2 separate regions of the Canis lupus genome follow, and region 1 is linked to region 2. A link is a contact called in public Hi-C data. All regions are on one chromosome and are shown on one strand. Each heading gives the region's core, a stretch centred on a gene start, on an enhancer-like site or on the middle of the called end of the contact. The rest is flanking DNA. Distances are from core to core; before and after follow the strand shown.

Region 1 (5,927 bases), core at 1,528-4,027, 84 kb before region 2:
TCTCAGGTTTATCCTGCTTCTATTACTGAATTACATAGTATACTTTGTAGTATAAATTTGAACTTGAAAGTTAAAAGTCAGGAATGTTTCTCAGGGGAATAAATTCCAGGAAAAAAATTATCAGAATTGTATAAATTGGAAGACAGTGGCCACTGCACTAGTACTACAGTACCCCCTAGTGGACACAGAATAAGTTTATACTAAGAAAGAATCTGGAGGGGCCTTTAGTGATCAACTAGGTCAACATTGTAGCTTCCAGATAAGCGAACTGAGGAACAAAAAGGAGAAATTAGTGGCCCAAGTTTACATGGCTGACCCAAGGCTAAAATCCAAGATTCCAAATTCTCATTTTTCTTTCTCTTCAACATCCCCTCTCCCACCACCAGTCCTCTGCTTGCTTGCTTTCTTCCTCTTTTCAACATGTGCTTATACACCTATTATGTATACACCTTATACACCTATTATGTAGCAGGGCACTAAGAATACAAGTATAAAAAATATTTCATCTTTGCCTTCAAATCTAGTTTTCTTTCAAGCCTACTAATTCAGGGACTGAATTTGTTAGAGAATGACCAAACAACTATGCAGGGAAAAGTTCTTAGTCATACACAAACTGACTTACAATGTGATTAATTAATTATTGAGATTTGATTGGAAAATACATTTGCAAATGTGGATACTGCCCTTGACCACGTTCAGACCATTTCATGAAAAGAGAAGACTTTACAGATTCATAACCATGAATTCTTTTGCAAAACATGACAAAACATTGAAGGTGTTCATGCATGCCCATCACCCAATCCCAAACATTATCATTTGTGTGTACTTCATTGAGCAAATCTTTACTGAGGACCTGCATGCCAAGCCGGTACTAAGCACTGGGTTTAGTATGGTAAAGAGGACAGACATGGTTCCAAGGTTTCCGCTCTCATATAGTGTCGTATATGTATGTGTATAATTCTCTACCTCCCAGGAAAACTTTTTTCCACTCCAGTTTGGCAAGTTATATTTTTAGGTTACAGAAATCAGAGGGTATATAAACGTTTTCTAAAATTATCTGCCCCACTCTAAGGGTCCATAGGATTTAGGGCAAACAGGACTCAACCCCCAAATTTACAAGCCATTAGACAAACTGATTCTCTTTTCTGAACACTACTTGCTTCTAGAAAATGAAAGTAATATGTGTCCCTTGTGAGAGATAATAATTTATTATTATACTTTTTAATACCTAAACAGAGACATTACTTCTTAAGTCAAATGCCTGAATTATTTATTTCCTTTCCAAAAGTGCAGAAAAATTATTGAAAGAGAAGCATTAATATTGCTCACTTAGTTTCACCAAGAATGTCATTTTTCAGAATTAATACAGGAATATTCTCATGGTCACTGACATTTTAATTTTTAAAAATAACAATAAAGCAAAATCCTCAAACAATGGATGCTGCTACAACAGTATATCTTTAAGGCTATTTTCTTCCATGGGGGAAACAAAGCCCTGTTATTTCAGTCTTGATGAATAAATCTGGTAAGACCTTATTTATAAGGAATCTTTTAGTAAGTTGTATCTAACTTTATCACTCCATCTATGTAATAGTTTGACAAAGGCAGGAATCATATTTTACTCAGCTTTCCCTTTTCTCTACACCTTGCATAGGGTTAGAGCACTCTAAATGTGGCTAAGAAGACCATATCTTATTTTATGTTATTTGACATAAAAGCTGCAAGAGAAAATCTGGCCAAAGTTATAGGTAAACTTACTTTGTTTTACCTGGAAGTAACAATTATCAAACAAGTCCTACTCCTATAAAATTTCTGCTAGGAAAAAAATAGTTAAATTCCCACAATCTCTACTCAAACCAAAGCAAAGCTTCAAAAATATTTAGACACAGAAGGAGGAAGATAGATCAGGGGAGAACTGGTATATTTGCGCATGGTATGCATGCAGCAGGCCAACTTCCTTTCCCTGTTGTAATATTTCCTGAAGTTTGTTCCACACACAACCAGTTCTATGAAAAGCCCAGGGCTTCAAGGTCAAATAAGTTTGGGAGATTTTGCCTAGCATTTTCTCTCTCGAAAGTTCAGTGTATGCTGGTAAATTAAAAACTATCAGAAGTTCTGCCTTCAATAAAGAAAAGTGTTTAAAATTGTTTACCTAGCATTCCCCCGAATTTATTTGACCAACATTTCACCTGTAAGCAGAACTAGTAGTTTCTGTGGAACATACTGACTTCAGGAAACTGTCTCACTGTGTTCACAGGACCTTTTTATCTTGTTAATTCACACACACACACACACATATCCTGGCATTTCATCTCCAAATCCTGCAGGACTGAGAATATGAGCATTTTCAGCAATATTTTAACTAGGGATACCAGTCTGGAGGTACCAGAAAATTAACACAATTGAATTTTACTTATGTAAGAAGTCCATTTGAATCCAGGAAACAGTTCCCCAGCAATGACTGGAATGTTGTCATAAAAAACAATAAACAGATCTCCAAGTCCTGTTTTGTATGTGGGAGGGACAGAGAGAGAGGGAAGAACCATAAGATTACCACCCCCAAAGCTCACTGATGTTTCGTACAGCTTCTACCAGTTAATTTACAGAATCCATTTTCCCATAACTCCATTTTGGAACTTCCAGTTTACCTTTGTGTGTTTCTAATTCTCCTCTCTAGATGGCAGCACAGATGAAAGAATGCCAGAAAAGCTTGGCGCCAACCGACTTCAACAGCAGCAAACAGCTATCGCCTGCCTACTCTCAACTCACCCATCTTCTAAAAAAAAAAAGCAGAACCTAAGGTATGATGTAAGGTATCTTACACCTTTCTCAAATACATTGAATCAATCATGTGGGAATGTAAAGAATTAATGACAAACTGATATCAATGAATGAGGAAACTGACCACTTAGCCTCTTTTCCACGCTAGCTGTTTTCTGTATCTTAAGGGTAGTATCATCAGTGAGCCTGCGTAGCTTCGCAGAACGTCATATAAACATGATCATTTGCATCATGACACTGGGGATCTGATACAGCCAAACTCCAAACTGCCTGGGTTGCTGTGAGTATTGGATTCCTTTAAGATATAAACAATGCTATTTACTGACTCTTTGTCAACCGATGCTTTGAACCCGCTGTAAAATGATCTCTATGTCACCAGATGCTACGCTGAAGCTCAAGAAGTTAGTAAGAAGGTCACACTTCCTGAAAAGCATGCAACTTATGGTTGAATTAATAATGCAAAGAAAAGGAGTGGAGCAGACTTAGACAGAAGACCTTTATACTTTACATCAAAGCCCCACTAAAGTTTTTAAAAAAAAAACATTATTCCTCGTGGTGTTAAAAAAACAACATTCAGCTGAGTAGATTTAAAAATCAGGTTAACAAAAAATAAAAATAAAGTAAAATAAAATAAAATAAAATAAAATAATAAAAATAAAAATCAGGTTAGCTTTACTCAACAATTCATGAATCAGGGAGCATCCCATCTAAGCAAATAGAGAGGAACTCTGAGGAGCTGTACAAAATGGAAGGCTTTTGTAGGAGCAGGGATAAGGAAAAGCACATTACCTCATCTTTCTTCAGGGGATGGCAGGAACCTATCAGGCAGATTGCCTCACTACCACTAACCAGGAAATTTCAGCCTGACTGATTCAAGGTTACATTCCTGGGAGAGGCTGAAACTGCAATTAAGTTAGGTATTAAGTATCGGTGTGGTGACATAGGCTTAGCATAAATGACTCCATTTTGGGCCTGTTGTTTCTCTTTTTAACAATGGGGTCTACCAGCAAGATGTTCATAACAAAATCTGCTGACAAGGAGAACATAAGGAAAGTGCCCCTTCAACGTTTGTCATTTCAAGAGTTCAAGAGTACTCTAAAGAACACTAGACTGTTCATGCGTAATGAACTGAACAGAAGCTAAAATGTGACCAGTGCCTTTTAAGCAAACTACAACAAAAACCTCACCATGGAGAGTGAACATAACTATAGTACATAAATAAACCAACCTGAGGCCAAGTGGATTGTCATTCATATTTAAGAAAAAATCAATTTGCAGCATATCAGAGTCTTTTTTAAATTCTCTCCTCTTCTTTCTCTTCTCCTCCTCCTCCTCCTCCTCCTCTTCCTCCTCCTCCTCCTCCTCCTCCTCCTCCTCCTCCTCTTTCTCCTCCTCCTCCTCCTCCTTAATGAAAGCAAATGTACCAGGACATTACCCTAAACATCACATCTTTCCTTGAAGGAGTGCCTTTTAATATTCCTTGGGTTGTCACGAGTTAACTCTATGATAAGTCAGGAAATCTGCCTTTCTGAAAACAACTCCTGGTGCTCTACAGTTACTGAATGCTTTCCTCCTCAGCTCTAGCTTGGAGACAAAACTGAGTCCTAAAATGACTAGACCGAGAGGCATTGAGATAATGTAGAATATGAGGGAGTGAAGTTGAGATACTGAGTATCACCCAGCCACTGGTCTGCATGCATCTCAAGGGCCACACCATCACACACCATCCAGAGCTGTAGGCCAGCAGCCCTCCACTCTGGAACTTTTCCTGGAGCCAAGACCCAGACTACTCTGAGACCCAGGACTCAGAGATGTCACATACCCAGGACAAAGCTGAATCCTGAGAGCCCTGACCCATTAACTCTGTGACAGCTGTGCAGCTGCCAAACCTGCTATCCGTGAGACCCTTGATATTCTTGATGTGTGCCTCAAAGGGAAGTCCTTTCAAGGGGGTATATACTCTATGAACTCTCGTCCTCATCCTTGATTCAGCTTCCAACTACCCCCTTTCCTCTTAAACTTTTTCTCTGTGACCTCAGGAATCCCACACTATCATCAACGAAGACTCCCAGCCTCTTCATTGGACATTCTTTAGCTTTCAAGCCCTAACAAGGCTTTCCTTGCAAGCACACTACTTTCCCTGTAGCCCTTGTAAGTGGAGCCTATTGGGTCAGGTTTATTCTGTCAAACACTGTCATTTCCATGCATCTCAGTTCTCTGCCCTCTGAGACCCAGACTACATAGCCATCAGGTCACACTCTCTACCCCAGCTGTCATCCACTGACTGCTAGCCATGTCCTTTATTTATTAGAGATATTAGCAATGAACCCCAGTATCCCTTTTTATTCCAAGTGCTGCCAACAATCTGGCACATTTGTTATGTCCATGAGACATACTTGATCTCTCTCAGTTCCTTGATTCCATCTCTGGTTTCCTTCTCTATTCTGTTTCAATCATCCAATCCCATGGCCACTCCAAACTTGGTCATCAAGAAACCACAGCACCTCTGAACTCATGACTTTCTATTCCTCTAGTTCTTTTCCTGTGGTTATTTTTACTCTATTGGTTTTCCAAACTTATTAGAAACTCTATTTTCCTTTTTCTCCTTATTTGTTATCCATTTTCTATCTCCTTTTCCTTCTTTACTGGAAAAAAATCCATGCTTTATAATGTTAGCCTCTGACATGTGGCCTCAACTCCTTTGCTCCATTATTCTGTTGTTTCATCTGCCTGACGAAACTTGAATCTAGTTGTTTTCCATGGCTATTCCTTTTCTTGGGCTGCTGGACACTGCTGGAGAAAACTACATGGTCACCCAGATTGGGCTGCCCTAAATTCAGGCTCAGCAACCTCAAGTGGGACTTCAGTACTGCCTGCAATCCTACCATATTCCCCTAACCTGCTTGCTCTTTATTTCTGAGTCACCAGATATTTCAAGAATTCCCCTTTCTTTCCAAACCTCCATGCTTGCCTTCTTTACTATTCTCTGGAGGTGGTTTTATTTTCCACTTATCAAGGGGGTGAAATAGAAGTTGGGAGATGTGAGTAGTCTTAGTTTTCCGTGCTAGCCTATCAACTTGCATCTTTCCCTACCTTGCCTCTTTCCTCAGTCTCACCTCTTTATAAAGATGTTCCCTTCCTCATCT
Region 2 (6,034 bases), core at 2,219-4,718:
TCACATTGGGCAGGGGTCTTCAGGAAACTACATGGTATTTAGAGCTTCAGGGTGAGGGAAAGTTCTGCACAGAAAAATGCAGTGTTAGTCATTGGTGAAATAACAGAGTTTTTATAGGCCGTTAATTTGGATGCAAGGTTCAGTGCGACACAACAGTTTTGTGGTCTGTTTTCGAAGTCATTCCTAGGGATGCCTGGGTGGCTCAGGGCTTGAGCGCCTGCCTTCGACCCAGGGCATGATCCTGGAGCCCCAGGATCGAGTCCCGCATCAGGCTCCCCACAAGGAGCCTGCTTCTCCCTCTCTGTCTCTCTCATAAATAAATAGGTAAAATCTTTAAAAAAAAAAAAAAAAGTTCAAAGTCATTCCTAGTATTCCCTGAGTCCTAAGTAAGAGACATTTCAATAGAAAGTCTGCCTTAAAATTTAATTTGTGTTAGCTTGACCATATGACCCCTTCTTGGCTCTGCTTCATCAAATGAGACGGTTACTCATTTAGCATTTCTTGGCCTCAGGAACCTCCTCAACAGACCTGGGTTCGGACTGTGGTCCCCAAGATCACTGTCAGCTTTCCTTAGTCTGTTGTGTGCTCTAAATGTAATTTAATGATTGAGAAACATCTGTTCCTGAGAGACTCCTCCCTAGAAAGAATCCTTTTCCTGGTCTTTAAGAACTTGGTAGATGGGTCAGCCAGGCTGGACTTGCTTTTTTCCTTTGACCTTTGCCTGGTCTCTGGGAAAGGCAGCGGTTTGCTTCTGCCCGACGTGCTCTGGTATTCCAGCTGCTGAGACGTCGCCCAGCCACTTCCCTGTGCGGGCCACACCCTTATTAGGTTTCTCGCTCCTACAAGTGTTCCCCTGGCTCCAAGGGCGCCGGCCAGGGTCAAGTGGGCTGGAGCAAGGCTGGACGTAGACGGCTGGTTAAAGCGCTGCTGCTTGCGAGCCAGCCGACTGTGCCATGTGTATTCTCATCTTCAGCCTAATTTCATTGTTAAAAAGTGAGAGGGAGGGGCTGGTTTTGAAATGATTCTGGAATTAATACAGGACATCTTGTTCAGTTAGTATGTACTTACCACGTGGGTACCATGTGCAGGACGGGAGTGGGAAATGGGCACCGCCACGCATTGCTGGTGGGAGTATGAAAGGCGCCACCTCTGTGTGGAGCTGTGGGGCACCGTGTGTCTTAGTTGCATATGCTTATGCGGTGACCCCTGGAACACCACAGGTTTGATCTTGTACCGTGCAGGTCCATTTACACACAGAGATTTTCAGCTACATGTATTTTCTCTTTCTTCTGATTTTTTTAAATAACAGCTTCTTTTCTCTAGCTTACTTTATTGTAAGAATATAATATATAATGCTTAGAACATGCAAAATATGTGTTAATCTATGGTTTGTTACCAGTAAGGCCTTTGGTCAAAAGTTATACGTGGAAAAAAAAAAAGTTATACGTGGATTTTTGACCATGTGAGGGGTTGGTGCCACTAACTCCTACATTGTTCATGGGTCAGCTGTGCTCTTTGACCCAGCAGTTCCCCTTACGATTCTTTATTCCACAGATGTCTTCACACCTTTTCAGGGAATGGTTTATGTCCAAGGATATTCATTATAGCAGTATTTTATAATTTGTAATAACAAATAATTTGCAATAAAAATTATTTGTAATAGGAAAAAGATCCAAAATAACTTAAAAACCCAATGAGAGACTAATTAAATAGTTATATTATTAAATAGTATATTATTCTGGTACATCTTGATGAGGAAAAAACTGCTCAGCCATTAAAAATAATGGACCAGGATAGCCCGGGTGGCTCAGTGTTTGGTGCCGCCTTCGGCCCAGGGCCTGATCCTGGAGACTGGGGATCGAGTCCCACGTCGGGCTCCCTGCATGGAGCCTGCTTCTCCCTCTGCCTGTGTCTCTGCCCCTCTCTCTCTCTCTCTCTTTCTCTCTCTCTCTCTGTGTCATGAATAAATAAATAAAAATCTTTAAAAAAAAAATAAAAATAATGGGCCAGGTACTTGGCTGGCTCAGTCAGTGAAGCGTGTGACTCCATCTCAGGGTCGTAAGTTTGAGCTGCACGTTGGGTGTAGAGATTACTTAAAATCTTTAAAAAATAATCATAATAATGGAACAATTCTATGCCCTGATTTAGAACTGTCTCTAAAAATACATTAATAAGTGTGGAGCACAATGATTATATGTTATTTATGTGTTTTTAATAGAATGTCTTCCTAAGAAAACACAAAAAATTGGTGCCAGCAGTTGCCTTGGGGAAGGGTAACTGGGAGATTATGTTGCAGCTTTTAAATTTTGTACCACATATACATGTGTTATCTATCTAAAAGACATTGTCAAAAAAAAAAAAAAAAAAAGATTGTCATGCCCTAAAGGAGTTTACAGTTTAGTCCGACCATTGTAAGAAAGCCCAGATAAGACATAACGGGTAAATACTGTCTTTATGGGAAGGTAGATTTAAACCTGAACCTCTCCTTATGCGCTGGTGGACCTGATACCCATGAGTCATCAGGACAGGCAGGTCTGAGTGTAAAGAGAGACAGCGTCCAAGTCTTCATGTCCTGCCTGGGGAGAGGGCACTGGGGCTACAGCAGTTTCCAGGCCTTGTCCCGTTGTGGTGTGAATGCCAGGGAGCGGCACCACGGCTTGGGAAGAGCCTGGCAGGCCCCAAATCGGTTCTGGATTGGAGTCCTGGCTCTGCCACTTGCCAAACATGTGATCTGGGGCAGTGTTGCTTGGTGCCCAGAGCCTAAATGTGTTCATCCCTAAATGAAGATAAACCACCTCCCTTGGGCCACTGCAGTGAGGCTGGAATGAGATACTGTTGGCGAATACCCCTGTGAACCATGAAGTTCTTGGCAAGCGCCAGCTGTAACAGAAGCTGTTAGGTACCTGCAAGCTGGCAAGTTAGAGCAAGAGATGCCCATTTAAAAATTAAAATGGATCTAAAATGTATCAGTGTATCTTTTCCCCCTCTGCCAAATAACCTGGCAAGGGTTGTAGAGAGGTAGGTGGTTTTGGAATCCTTGACCTTTGACCTTAGGACAAGTCATTTCATCCTCTGGCCTGTTTCCCTGTTTGAAAAATGAAAGGGGCTGTGTGGGTCCTGTGGGCCCTTCCGTGACAGTGTGGCATTAGCAGTAATACCCAGCTCAGCTGACATGAGTCATGCTGACCTAAAAGTCCAAATGTGGGAAGGAAGTCTCTGGGTCTGAGAATTTTCCTTGCGCTGGGGAATCAAGCCTCAGTGGGGAGAGGGGTAAACCATTACCGCCACCAAGAGGGGAGACCAAGAATGCATCAAGTATTTGGCCTTGTATTCATTGTTCTCTGTTCTCTCCACCTCCACGACCTCTTTTGCTTTCAAATGTTTCCTTGGATTAGACCTTTGAAACCAGGTTTAACCCTTGTTTATTGAGTGGGACACTCACACAGTTGTGACTGCGGTACTTTTGTGAGTTGTGATCTCTATGAGGTCTTTCTGTGCAGCCTAATGATACTTGCCTTCCTGCTGCCTTGGCTCCTGTATGCTTCTCATTGTGTCCAAACTAAGGTCAGAGACTGTCTTATTTAGCTTTGCATCCCCAGCACCTAGCAGACTTACTGGCACCTGAGAGGTGATCTGTACATACGTATTAGATGGGGAGATGGGGGGGAACGCCTGGGTGGCGTTGATGCGTTGAGCATCTGCTTTCAGCTCAGGACGTGATCCTGGGTCTGGGAATTGAGTCCCACATGGGGAGCTCTATGTCTCTGCCTCTCTCTCTGTGTCTCATGAATAAATGAATAAAATCTTTAAAAAATAACAGATGGGTGGATTGGCTATCCATTTAGAGTAGTTATGTACACTAATCTTGTTGATCCTGACCATCACCTTTATTTTAACTACCACCATTCCAGTAAAGTGACATTTTAGCCATTAATGGCTCATTATTTCAAGAAGTATTTCATACTCAAAAAAGAGCATGCTAAAAAAAAATTTAAACAGACTCCTTAGAATGTATTTTAACAGAACCTACAGTTAAAAAAAAGAAAACTAAGTGTTTTAGATTGTTTATATGTATTACCATCTAGAATATATATGTATCTAATGTTCAACACCTGCTCCCACCGTGGCAGACAAGGTCTTTGACTAGCGACAGTCAGCCAGTGTACAGTACTTACTCAGCCTCCAAGCCTGGGTGCCCACCCTGGTTCTTGCTTTTTTAAAGTTAATGGTAGGCAGTTAAATCTGAAAAGGAGCTTTAAGATTGAAAAAAATAATTTCTTTTTACAAATGCAGGACCCAAAGAGGGTAAAGGATCCCACAGGGTGTTTAGAAGTAGCAGCGGTGGCTGTAAAGAGCCCCAGGAGGGGCAGCAGGGCTGTTGGGCCTCAGCTTGGATAGCAGAGCCACATGGTGAGTCCATGCCTGGTGAAACTTAGGTAAAGTAGGTTGAAGAGTTAGATCCAGTGTTTCTTGAAGGTTCTTTGGTGGGGGGGGGCAGGTGTGGTAGGTGTATTTTCCAGGAGAATCATTCCAGTAGTGATGGAAGTTCCTTCCGTGTGTGGAGGACGGCATCCAGAACTGAACGTCTATGTGGCTGGTTAAAAAATGTGGAAGAGGGGCCCTTGGGCGGCTCCAGCAGTGTCTGCCTTCCGCTTGGGTCATGATCCTGGGGTCCTGGAACTGAGTCCCTGCTTGGCAAGGGAGTCTGCTTCTCCTCTCCTCCCCCTGCTTGTGATCTCTCTTTCTCTCTCAAATAAATGGATAAAATCTTTTTTAAAACAATGCAGAAGAGGGGCACCTGGCAAGCTCGGTGATTGAGCATCTGCCTTTGGCTCAGGGCGTGATCCCGGGGTCCTGGGATCGAGTCCTGCATTGGGCTCCTCGCAGGGAGCCTGCTTCTCCCTCGGCCTGTGTCTGCTTCTCTCTCTGTCTCTCATGAATAAATAAAATCTTTTTTTTAAAAAATGCGGAAGAGATTAGAAAGATGTATCCTGAAGTTTGCTTATCAAACCAAGCCAGTCCCTTGGCAAACTCCTGCTGCACCCTCTCAGAAGCCCTCCCAGGCTGGTGGCAGCATCCTCCCACACACAGACCACCAAGTAAGAAGCTGCTGGGTCCAGATGTGACACTTCTCCTGGAAGAGTTGGAGCTGTGCACGTTTTGTAGCAGGTGGAATCACCTCCCCTTTTGAAAATTAATGTTCTTTCTGATTCCTTTTTGGCTAAACACATATGTGCCTCTTGAGAAAACCAACAGCCCAAGTTCCTATTCTATTCCCTCTCCGGTTTTGCTTTATCTTTGCATCATGTTTGCAGCCTGCAGACAAACATAATGGGCAAGAGTTCCAGTAAACTGGCTGGATCATATTTCTTAGACTGAGTCATTGCTGAGAAACTTGTTGTGAACAGGAAGCAGCCCATGAAAATGTCTGTACATAGTAACATGCCAGACTCAGGAAACCGGACCGTTTTCTAGTTGAAAGACAAAAGGGTGAAAGGATGGTTCCACTACTCGGGGAAGAGCAAACGTGTGATCGAGGATTTTAAGTTGGATAATTCATCTCTCAGTGTGTATGCAAGAACTTTTATTGTTAGAAAGCCCTGGTGGTTGAAGATTGGGGAAACAATCCTTGGTAAGATTTCTCTAGAAGAAAAAAAAAAAAAAGATTTCTCTAAAAGGAAAACTTGGACTAGTAGAATCTATTACTACCTACTAGGAGTCTCTGCTGACGTAAAACTGCTTGCTAGGTCAGTTATTTTTATTTTTATTTATTTTTATTTATTATGAGAGATAGAGGGGGACAGAGACACAGGCAGAGGGAGGCTCCCTGCAGGGAGCCCGATGTGGGACTCGATCCCAGGTCTCCAGGATCACGCCCTGGGCCGAAGAGGGCGCTAAACCACTGAGCCCCCCGGGCTGCCCTAGGCCAGTTTTGTTTGTTTGTTTGTTTGTTTGTTTGTTTTAGGCCAGTTATTTTTAAAAATGGAGCTATAGTTACACAGAAATTAATTTAGTGACGTTTACACTTGGCCTG

Evidence for each region. Hi-C and Micro-C count contacts between places; a contact is called where the count stands out from the background.
Region 1: a contact with region 2 is called in a Hi-C map of skin fibroblasts, with 2.0 times the contacts expected there. The contact joins the promoter of NFE2L2 here to the enhancer-like site in region 2. A contact is called at or near these places in 3 of 9 Hi-C or Micro-C datasets (blood, liver and skin fibroblasts).

The regions. Positions count from the first base shown.
Region 1 is chr36:21,415,446-21,421,372 of UU_Cfam_GSD_1.0, reverse strand. NFE2L2 (nuclear factor erythroid 2-related factor 2) reads left to right here and starts at 2,777. Exons shown (of 5, transcript XM_038584946.1): 1 at 2,777-2,801.
Region 2 is chr36:21,331,600-21,337,633 of UU_Cfam_GSD_1.0, reverse strand. All of the region lies in intron 1 of NFE2L2 (nuclear factor erythroid 2-related factor 2), which reads left to right. Among named protein-coding and RNA genes, the nearest start is that of HNRNPA3, 28 kb to the right of the region's middle. Within about 2 kb of position 3,468, at least 9 of the 20 cell types and tissues checked have an H3K27ac peak or open chromatin away from gene starts, as enhancers often do.